3 separate regions of the Sus scrofa genome follow, and regions 1 and 2 are each linked to region 3. The links are chromatin contacts, called in public Hi-C and HiChIP or PLAC-seq maps. All regions are on one chromosome and are shown on one strand. The core of a region is the stretch at or near the end of the contact, and the rest is flanking DNA. Distances in the headings are between cores, read along the strand shown.

Evidence for each region. Hi-C and Micro-C count contacts between places; a contact is called where the count stands out from the background. HiChIP or PLAC-seq counts read pairs in DNA pulled down with a chosen protein or histone mark.
Region 1: a Hi-C map of liver shows a contact between it and region 3, with 2.8 times the contacts expected there. The contact joins the promoter of SP7 here to the promoter of TARBP2 in region 3. A contact is called at or near these places in 3 of 5 promoter capture datasets (fetal liver, fetal skeletal muscle and liver), 21 of 47 Hi-C or Micro-C datasets (alveolar macrophages, blood, brain and 13 more) and 2 of 2 datasets of contacts at active chromatin or transcription factors (alveolar macrophages and skeletal muscle).
Region 2: an H3K27ac HiChIP or PLAC-seq map of alveolar macrophages shows a contact between it and region 3. The contact joins the promoter of SP1 here to the promoter of TARBP2 in region 3. A contact is called at or near these places in 2 of 5 promoter capture datasets (fetal skeletal muscle and liver), 2 of 47 Hi-C or Micro-C datasets (fibroblasts and liver) and 2 of 2 datasets of contacts at active chromatin or transcription factors (alveolar macrophages and skeletal muscle).

Annotation. Positions count from the first base shown.
Region 1 is chr5:18,565,251-18,567,950 of Sscrofa11.1, reverse strand. It overlaps SP7 (transcription factor Sp7), which reads left to right and starts at 1,283. Exons shown (of 5, transcript XM_021091715.1): 1 at 1,283-1,342; 2 at 2,175-2,288.
Region 2 is chr5:18,587,465-18,590,164 of Sscrofa11.1, reverse strand. It overlaps SP1 (transcription factor Sp1), which reads right to left and starts at 1,402. Exons shown (of 6, transcript XM_005652567.3): 1 at 1,218-1,402; 2 at 1-137. The coding sequence starts at 1,224. LOC102163309 (a long non-coding RNA gene) reads left to right here and starts at 1,529. Exons shown (of 3, transcript XR_002343962.1): 1 at 1,529-2,501.
Region 3 is chr5:18,717,114-18,719,848 of Sscrofa11.1, reverse strand. TARBP2 (RISC-loading complex subunit TARBP2) reads right to left here and starts at 1,261. Exons shown (of 9, transcript XM_003126194.6): 1 at 910-1,261; 2 at 194-363. The coding sequence starts at 962. MAP3K12 (mitogen-activated protein kinase kinase kinase 12) reads left to right here and starts at 2,640. Exons shown (of 14, transcript XM_003126192.6): 1 at 2,640-2,735.

The DNA of each region.
Region 1 (2,700 bases), core at 34-2,533, 150 kb after region 3:
CATTTTGCTGGTAAAATACTGGCTTTTGTTTTAGGTTTATACTGTCATCATTTGAGTTCATAAAAGACCCCTCTCTAGTTTTTTTTCCCCCTCTTCATCCCTAAGCCCTTCCTCTCCTCCCTAAAAGCACCACTCTAATGTGTTTATTTGTCCCTGAATATATACACACTTGTTTTGTGGGTTCAATCTCTGTTGTGTTTAATTTGCCTGCAGAATTTAATTGTGCCATAAGTATAATCATTTTACTTTCTTTCACAGAACACTTTTTTTTTTTTACCTTTTAGGGCTGCACCTGCAGCATATTAAATTTAATCCCAGGCTGGGCGTCAAATTGGAGCTCCACCTGCCCGCCTGCTTCACAGCCATAGCCACTCAAGATCCAAGCTGCATTTGCAACCTGCACCACAGCTCATGGCAACGCCGGATCCTTAACCCACTGAATGAGGCCAGGGTTTGAACCCGAATCCTCACAGTTACTAGTCCAATTTGTTAACGCTGAGCCACAATGGGAACTCCCTATTTTTTTTTTTTTTTTTTTTTTTGTCTTTTCTAGGGCCACTCCCTCGGCATATGGAGGTTCCCAGGCTAGGGGTCGAATCGGAGCTGTAGTCACTGGCCTACACCACAGCCATAGCAGCTCAGGATCTGAGCTGCGTCTTGGACCTACACCACAGCTCAAGGCAACGCCGGATCCTTAACCTGGCAAGGCCAGGTATTGAACCTGCAACCTCATGGTTCCTAGTCAGATTCGTTAACCACCACGCCACGAAGGGAACTCCAGGCACTCCCTATTTTTATCTTTTTAAATTGAACTATGGTTGATTTACAATGTTGTGTTAGTTTCTGGTTAGCTAGCAGTGATTCAGATATATATTTTTTCCATTATAGTTTATTACAATATATTGAATATAGCTCCCTGTTCTATACAGTAGGATCTTATTTATCTATTTTATATACGGTAGTTTGTGTCTGCTAATCCCAAACTTCTAATTTATTCCTTCCTCTTCCCTCTGCCCTTTGGTAACCATAAATTTGTTTACTATGTCTATGAGTCTGTTTCTGTTTTGCAAATAAGTTCATTTGTATCATTTTTTTTTAGATCTCATATATAAGCGGTATCATGTGATATTTGTCTTTCTCTTCCTTTTAGGAAGTAAGTTTTTTTTTTGCTTTTAGGGCCACACCCACTGCATATAGAGGTTCCCAGGCTAGGGGTCAGATCTGCGCTCTAGCCACAGCAATGCTGGATCCTTAACCTGCTGAGCAAGGCCAGGGATTGAACCCACAAACTCATGGTTCATAGTTGGATTTTCTGCTGAGCCACGATGGGAACTCCTAGGCAGTAAGTTTTTATGTAATTTTTTTTTTCATCTTCTATGAGAGTTGTTTACCCCCATTTTTTAGACAAGGAAGTTGAGGCCTACAGAATTTGCACATATAGCAAGTGGCGGAGCTTGAATTCACACCTTAGTCTAACTTTCAAGACAGTGCATTTTACTACTCCAAACAGCCTCTATGTCATAAAAGCATGGCTGTTTACCAGGCTCTCTTCCACCAGATTGCACACTTCTTGTTAAATGCTATTTTGGACACTTCTGGCACATACCTGGCACAGTAGATGCTCAGGAAATGTCCGTGAAAGGCTGATAGGCAGGTGCGTGGGGCAGAAAATAGACCCTTGCTTGCTGAATTCCGGCCTGGCAGTCTGGATACTTTTGGAACTTTGACAAAGGTCTTGCCTTCTCTGAGTCAAGACTGGGGAAAGGTGCAGAATTAATACCATAACCCTCTGAGGCTTCTTCCCGCCCCAGCCCTTGCCTCAGCGCTGGCAGCTTTGCCATTGTTACCTTCAAAACGTGCCAACCCTCTGGCCCCAAGAACATGCTCTGGAGAGCAGGTTCATTGGCGCAGCGGTTGGGTAGCTCACTCCTGCCACCTGGTGGTACTTCGAAGCTTTGCTCCCTCTTCTTTCAGGGTCCCGGATCTAAGAAGGTGTTACCTGAAAAAGTCTAGAAGCTATTTGCACACTGCCCTTCCCTCCAAGAACTTTTCTCTGGAATCCCTTCCCATTTGCAGAACATACTGAGCTGAGCTGGATGGCGTTAAGACCTTTAAAGATTCTGAGCTCTGAGAAGATTGTGTGTACAAAAATATTTTCTTTTCTTTTTTTTAAGTCCCCCTGCTTTGCTTCCCTGTGTACTAAGCATCACTGGATATGGACACCACGGACCCGGCTTTGGAGAAGAGAAGCTTCCTAATTTAAGCCTATGGACCACTTGAGAGCAAAGGTTGTTGTGTTTTATAAACATTTGTCTTTCTGGGGACCCCACAGTGCCTGGGAGGTAAGAGGAGATAATCAATGTCCGTTTTTCGGTCTTTACCTGAAATGTAACCCTGGCTGGCCTGTTGTTAGGACCCTTGGAGACCACCTCTGCTTTATCACCACCTTGCAGGGGTGCCTAATGCCTATCTGCCTATCTCTCGCTCTCTTTTTTTTTTTTTTTTTTTTTGTCTTTTTGTCTTTTTGCCATTGTTTGGGCCGCTCCCGCGGCATATGGAGGTTCCCAGGTTAGGGGTCTAATCAGAGCTGTAGCCACCAGCCTACGCCACAGCCACAGCAACGCCAGATCTGAGCCGCATCTGCGACCTATACCACAGCTCACAGCAACGCCGGATTCTTTTAACCCACTGAGCAAGGCC
Region 2 (2,700 bases), core at 153-2,652, 130 kb after region 3:
ACCGCTGCTGCTACTGCCTGTGCTGCTGCTTCGAGCCTGAGAAAAGGCACCACCATTACCACTGCCCCCATTATTGCCACCAACTCCTTTTTCAATCTTCACCACAGCTGTCATTTCATCCATGGAGTGATCTTGGTCTAAAAAGAATTAAAAGATAACTTAAAGTTGGGGAAAGAAAAAAGATAAAATGAAGAAGGGTAAGGAAGACTAGGACCAAACAAAAATGACTAACAGGAAGGTGAAAGTCCCAGTATTTAAACAAACAAACAAAAAAGGATTGGGGAAGAAGAGACAGCTGTAGGGCTAGGAAGACCTGAACTGGGCCCCTTGGTGCCAAAACTGGGCCGCAGTTCTCCCTCGTACAAAATTAAACTCAGAAAACAATGAAAAGGTGCTTTTGGTATAGACAATGTAAGGGTCCGTGGACATGTTGAAGGAGTTTAAAAGTATCCTGCGGGGAAAAAAAGGAGAAATATAGATAAGGCATAAAACATGTGGGTGGATGGAAAGCTTGCTCAAATTAGGGTCAAAGGAGATGGAGAAAGGGAAGAATTCAAGTGTAGAAAGTCACAAGAGGAAAGGAAGGGGAAGGAGAAAAGATGAGATAAAAAGTTTTGTAGGGGGGAACATTTGTGAATACTAGAAAGGGGCTAAAGAGGTCCAGGGGTTAGAAATCAGGAGTTTCGGGGCGGACAGAGGGCGGGCCCTAGAAGGAAAGGGCGGTTTCGGGGTGAGGGGCGTGGAAAGGGCGGGACGGTAGGGGGAGGGGTAATCTACGGGGGGGAGGGGTAACCTTCGGGGGGTGGGGGGAGGAGGGCCTTGGGGCCGGCGGCGACCAGAGGGCGGACCAGGGAGGCGGTTGGCCCGGGCGGGGCCTGCACTGCTCGGGCCGCCCCCGCGGCTCCAGCCCCCGGCAGGAGGAGCCTCAGGCGGGCGGCCGAGTAGTGGGGGGTAAGGCCCGTCCCCCGTGGCTGGGGCGGGCAGGGGGCGGGCGAGGCCACGCTGCCCCCTCCCCCGGGGCGGGCGGCCCATCCCCCTCCTCCTCCGAGGCCCCGCCACTGCCCCTTCTCCCTCCCTTCCCTCCGCCCCGGGCGGGACCAAGGCCGCCGCCGCCGCCTCCCGCCCGCCCCCCTCACGGCGGGGACCGCCCGGTCGGCCCTCGCGCGCGCCCCCTCACTCCCCTCCCACCCCTAAGCTTGGAGTGGACTCATCCTTACCGCTCATGGTGGCAGCTGAGGGACGAGCTCAAGGGGGTCCTGTCCGGGGGGGTTGGGGGGGCCAGGAAAAACGCGGACGCTGACGAGGCAAGCGAACCCGGACCGGACAGGGAGGGGGGGGTAAAGAGGAGGGAGCAGCGCGCCACAAGCCCGGCCTAGGCCCCGCCCCTCCACTGCTGCCCCGCCCAATAAGGGAGGGTGAAAGGAGGGACTTGCAAAAGAAAGACAGGCAAATTACCCAATGGCGAGACTCGTTTGCTCTCTAAGGCGTGTAAGACAAAGTTGCGTGCGTGGTGTCCGCCCAAAAAGGGCGCCCTCTCAGTTTTAAAAGCCAATGAAAGGTGCAGGAAGTGAAGATAGGCGGGATTTAGAGATGATAGGCTTGGAGAGAAACCAGTCAACTGCCAGGCGGGCTCGCTGAGACGTAGGGATAGGAAGGGTTTTCATTGGAATGACAGAACAGCGACCAACCAAAACCCTGGGCAAGCCTGGGCAAAGTCCTGGTGGGAGGTGGTAAAAAGTAGACAGGAATGGGATAGGATGAAGCTTATCAAAACCAATCAGAAATCAGGCGGGCGGCCAGGAAAATTATGATTGGATTAACACTGAAAAGAGACGCGCTAGGACACAAATTGACGTGAATAAAAGCCAATTGAATGCTGCTTAAACTGTGAGGGCGGGAACCTGGAGTAGGCAGGGGAGAATTGGCGGCTGCTTCAGTCACTCAGCCCAATGAGGCAGCGAGGGAAGCCAGGCACCGCCTCCGGCTTGGCCAATGGGCGTTACTAGAGGCGCCAGTTGTCGGGGAGGTAACAGGGCTGTGCCAAGAGGAGTCCGTCGCCATTTTGGCCCTCCTCTGGGGACGTCTTTACCGTGATTAGGTGGCAAGGCTTCAGCAGAGCCCTGCAATTCAACAAGTGTCAGGGCCGAGCCCCGCGGCGCGTCGCATTTCTTCCTCGACATCAGGGCTTGTTTGAGTCTTCACTTAACCGCTTTTAAAAGTACCTCTCAGGTCTCCCCCCTCCGCGGTGGGCGGACTGGCAGGCGGATGCCTCAGAATATGGTGTAACCCCTGTGGGTGCTGGCGCAAGGAGATCTGGCGAGGGCGCTCATACAGTAGGTTAATAACGCACTGACCAATTTGCAAGGTCTTTGTGAGACTCCAGCAAACGCCATTTTACTAAATTCCCCCAAAGTTGATAGCTACTTAAGGCCGGTTAACTCTTCGAGAGCTTGCTTTTGAGGCTAAAGAGTGTTGGAGGACTTCCTGGAGTTCGAGGTCCTGTAAGCTGCTACCCCACCCCCGCCCCTGCCTCTACCCCGTAATTGTAAATAACGTTTAAACATAAAGCAAGTAGCCAGATAGAGTGCCTGCTTTTTGCAACTGCAAAGGTTAGAGGTGATTTTTCCCGAAACACCTGAATTTCTGGCTACTCATTCTGCCTCTCCTTTACCCTAGTTTTGGTGGAGGCAGCCTGCGTGG
Region 3 (2,735 bases), core at 12-2,511:
GTTCCTCTAATTCTCCCAAATCCTACCCACCTCACAGACCTGTGCTCCCACTCCAGTGACTCCCCCCCCCCTCCTGAAATCTCTCCTTCCCTCACTGGTCTTGGAGAAAAGGGCTTTAAAAAGACTCCAAGCAATAAAGCCAATGGGGCCCTGTGAATGCACACCCCAGCCAGGCTGCCCAAGCCTTCCTCACCAGTGCAGCTGGTGTCGCCAACGGTGACCCGGAAGGTGAAATTAGGCTGGTGGGCTTGGCCCTCGGCTTTGAGAAGGTCGTACACGGGCGTCTTCCCTATTCTGGTCCCATACTCCTGCAGAAGGCTGATCGGGGTCTTGCCCGGGTTGGCTGCCAGCATTTGCTCTATACTGGGGGGAGGGGCACAGACCCTCATCACACCTCCCCTCTCTGCACCCACCTGGCCAAGCACTGCCATATCAGACCCAGGCTCGCTATGGGGGACATAGGGTCCAGAGGACCTCAAGAAGCCATTGGCTGGGTTCAATGTGGAATAGAGGTGCAGGCTGGTAAAGCAGGGTCCACTGCCCCAGGGCAAGCGCAAAGCACTGTTCCTGTCTCAGTTAAGGTGGGGGAATCCTGTACCCCAGTGCAGGTTGAAAGTGCATGTCCCCTGACACAGTGCAGGCCAGGAACCCAGTACCCACCAAATGCACTGAATGTCGGGGGCATAAAGCCCATTGCCCCAGTGCAGTCTGGGAACCAGGCCAATCCCAAACTAGCTAAAGCCGGAGGCAGTGGCCACTGCCGGGGTGCATGCCGGGAACCACGGTCCACTACCCCAGTGCTTGCCGGGAACAACCCGCAGACCAGGTGCATGCTGGGGCCCGCGCCGCTACTCCCTCCGCACCACGCCACGTTCCGCGCCCTACGGGCTTTGGTACCAGGCGGCTCACCTGGGCAGCCCGCAGCCCGTGGTAGTGCCGGAGCCCTGCTCCTCTTCACTCATTCCCTCCTCCGTCCCCGCGGGCGCCACCGTGACTGTAGCCTCCACGCGCCCCAACACACCGCCGACGAGCTAGGGCCGGGGCCAAGCCCCGAGTCGCGGCCGGTCGGGCCCACCGCGGGGCATGCTGGGATATGCAGTCCCCCTCCCACCCGACTCTATGAGTCTTCATCAGGAGGACAGCTATCCGCCCCACAACTCTCCGCGTGGTCCGCCCAGGCTGGCAGCACCGCCTTCTGGGAGGAGCGGACCCCTCCACTATTGCTTCCCAAGCCGAGGATGTGTTTTTGGTTTGGGGGTTGGTTCGTTTGCTTGTTTTTATTATCGCCCCGCCTCCTTCCCTCCGCGTAGCCTCTCCCCAGGGCTGGGGCTCTGGGCGTGCGTACTAGCCGATTGGCAGCGGCTGGGGGACGGCGCCGTAAGGGCGAACTCGAGCTAGAAGGCCTCCGGATCCCAAGAAAACTACAGAACCCAGGAGCTCGCGCGCGTCATCTTTGTCGCAACTAGAGGGGCAGGGTCAAATATTCACGAAAAGCTTTGCAGCACAATTGGTTATTCCCGAATGGACCTACTTGCTCTAGGTGGATTGCAATTGGTTATTTCACCTAGAGAGGCGGGGACAAGAGAAGGCTCAGCCCCTTTGACTCCGCCTCTTTCTTGAGAAAAGGTTGTGATTGGCCCAGGGGTGATGCTGCTGTCGGTTCCTGGCTGTTTGCGGTCTGGGAGGGTGGGTCCTGCCTGCACGCGGGAGGGGACTATTCTCTGCCCCTCAGAGCGCCAGGCCAGTCAGTTTTAAGTCCAAGTTCATCTCTGTCTCAGTTTCCACTCAGCCTCTGACCTAAACCCTGGCTCTCGGGCCTTCGTCTCACAGAAACGACTACTTTTTCCTAGGTTGTCCTTCACTTCCCTTACCCTTAATTTTGCCCTGCAGCCGGTCGGTTTCCGCTTCTTTTCTAAAGCCTCTTTAGAATGGCTCTAGTGAACTTTTCTGTAGCTGGTTCCCCTACACCAGGAGACCCCCCTATGGAGCCTGAGAATCAGGCTATAATGGGACGACAGGATTAGAAGGACTAAGGCACATGGTGATCTCATTCCCTCTGCCTTGCGTCTTGTGTCTCTCAGCTAAAGAGAGAGCAAGAGAGGATTCTGGCCTGTTAAGACTAATTGACTAATGTGTGTGCAGAGCAGAAGGCGGATGTTGAGGTCCCGAGCTTCATTCCCTCCTCGCCGAAGTCTCACAGCCACTGGCCTGAAAGATTGTAGGGAGAATCTTGTGACCTTGGAGAAAGAGATCACGAAAAAATGTCTGAATCTAATGAGTGTTCTGAGAATGGGTCAGGGAAAAGCAAGTCCCCGCACCGACGGACTTGCTCGGTGCGGGGATGATGGTCCAGAGAAATCTTGGAGTAATAATGAGGGGTTATCCAGGAACACTAGCAGGGAACGGGGATTGAGCTGAATGGATCCCAGGTGGGTGAAACTGGAGTGGTGACAGGGGAAAGAAGGCTGTCAAGATCAACATGACGGGGGGAGCGATGCTAGAGCGCTGGGGTAGTCCCATCTGAGGGGCTCTTGTCTCAGGGTATAGCAGGGAGCTTAGAAGATCGCTCATAGGGGGCGCCTACGGAATCGGTTAAAGGCCGGAGGTGGGACCGCCCCAGGTCACCGCCAGCAGGAAGGTGCGGGGCCCAGACCGGCCAGAGACGAGCCTGGAGCGCGCCGGATGGCAGCAGCGGGCTCCTTTAAGAGGCCGGCGGCTCCAGCGCAGCATCCCCC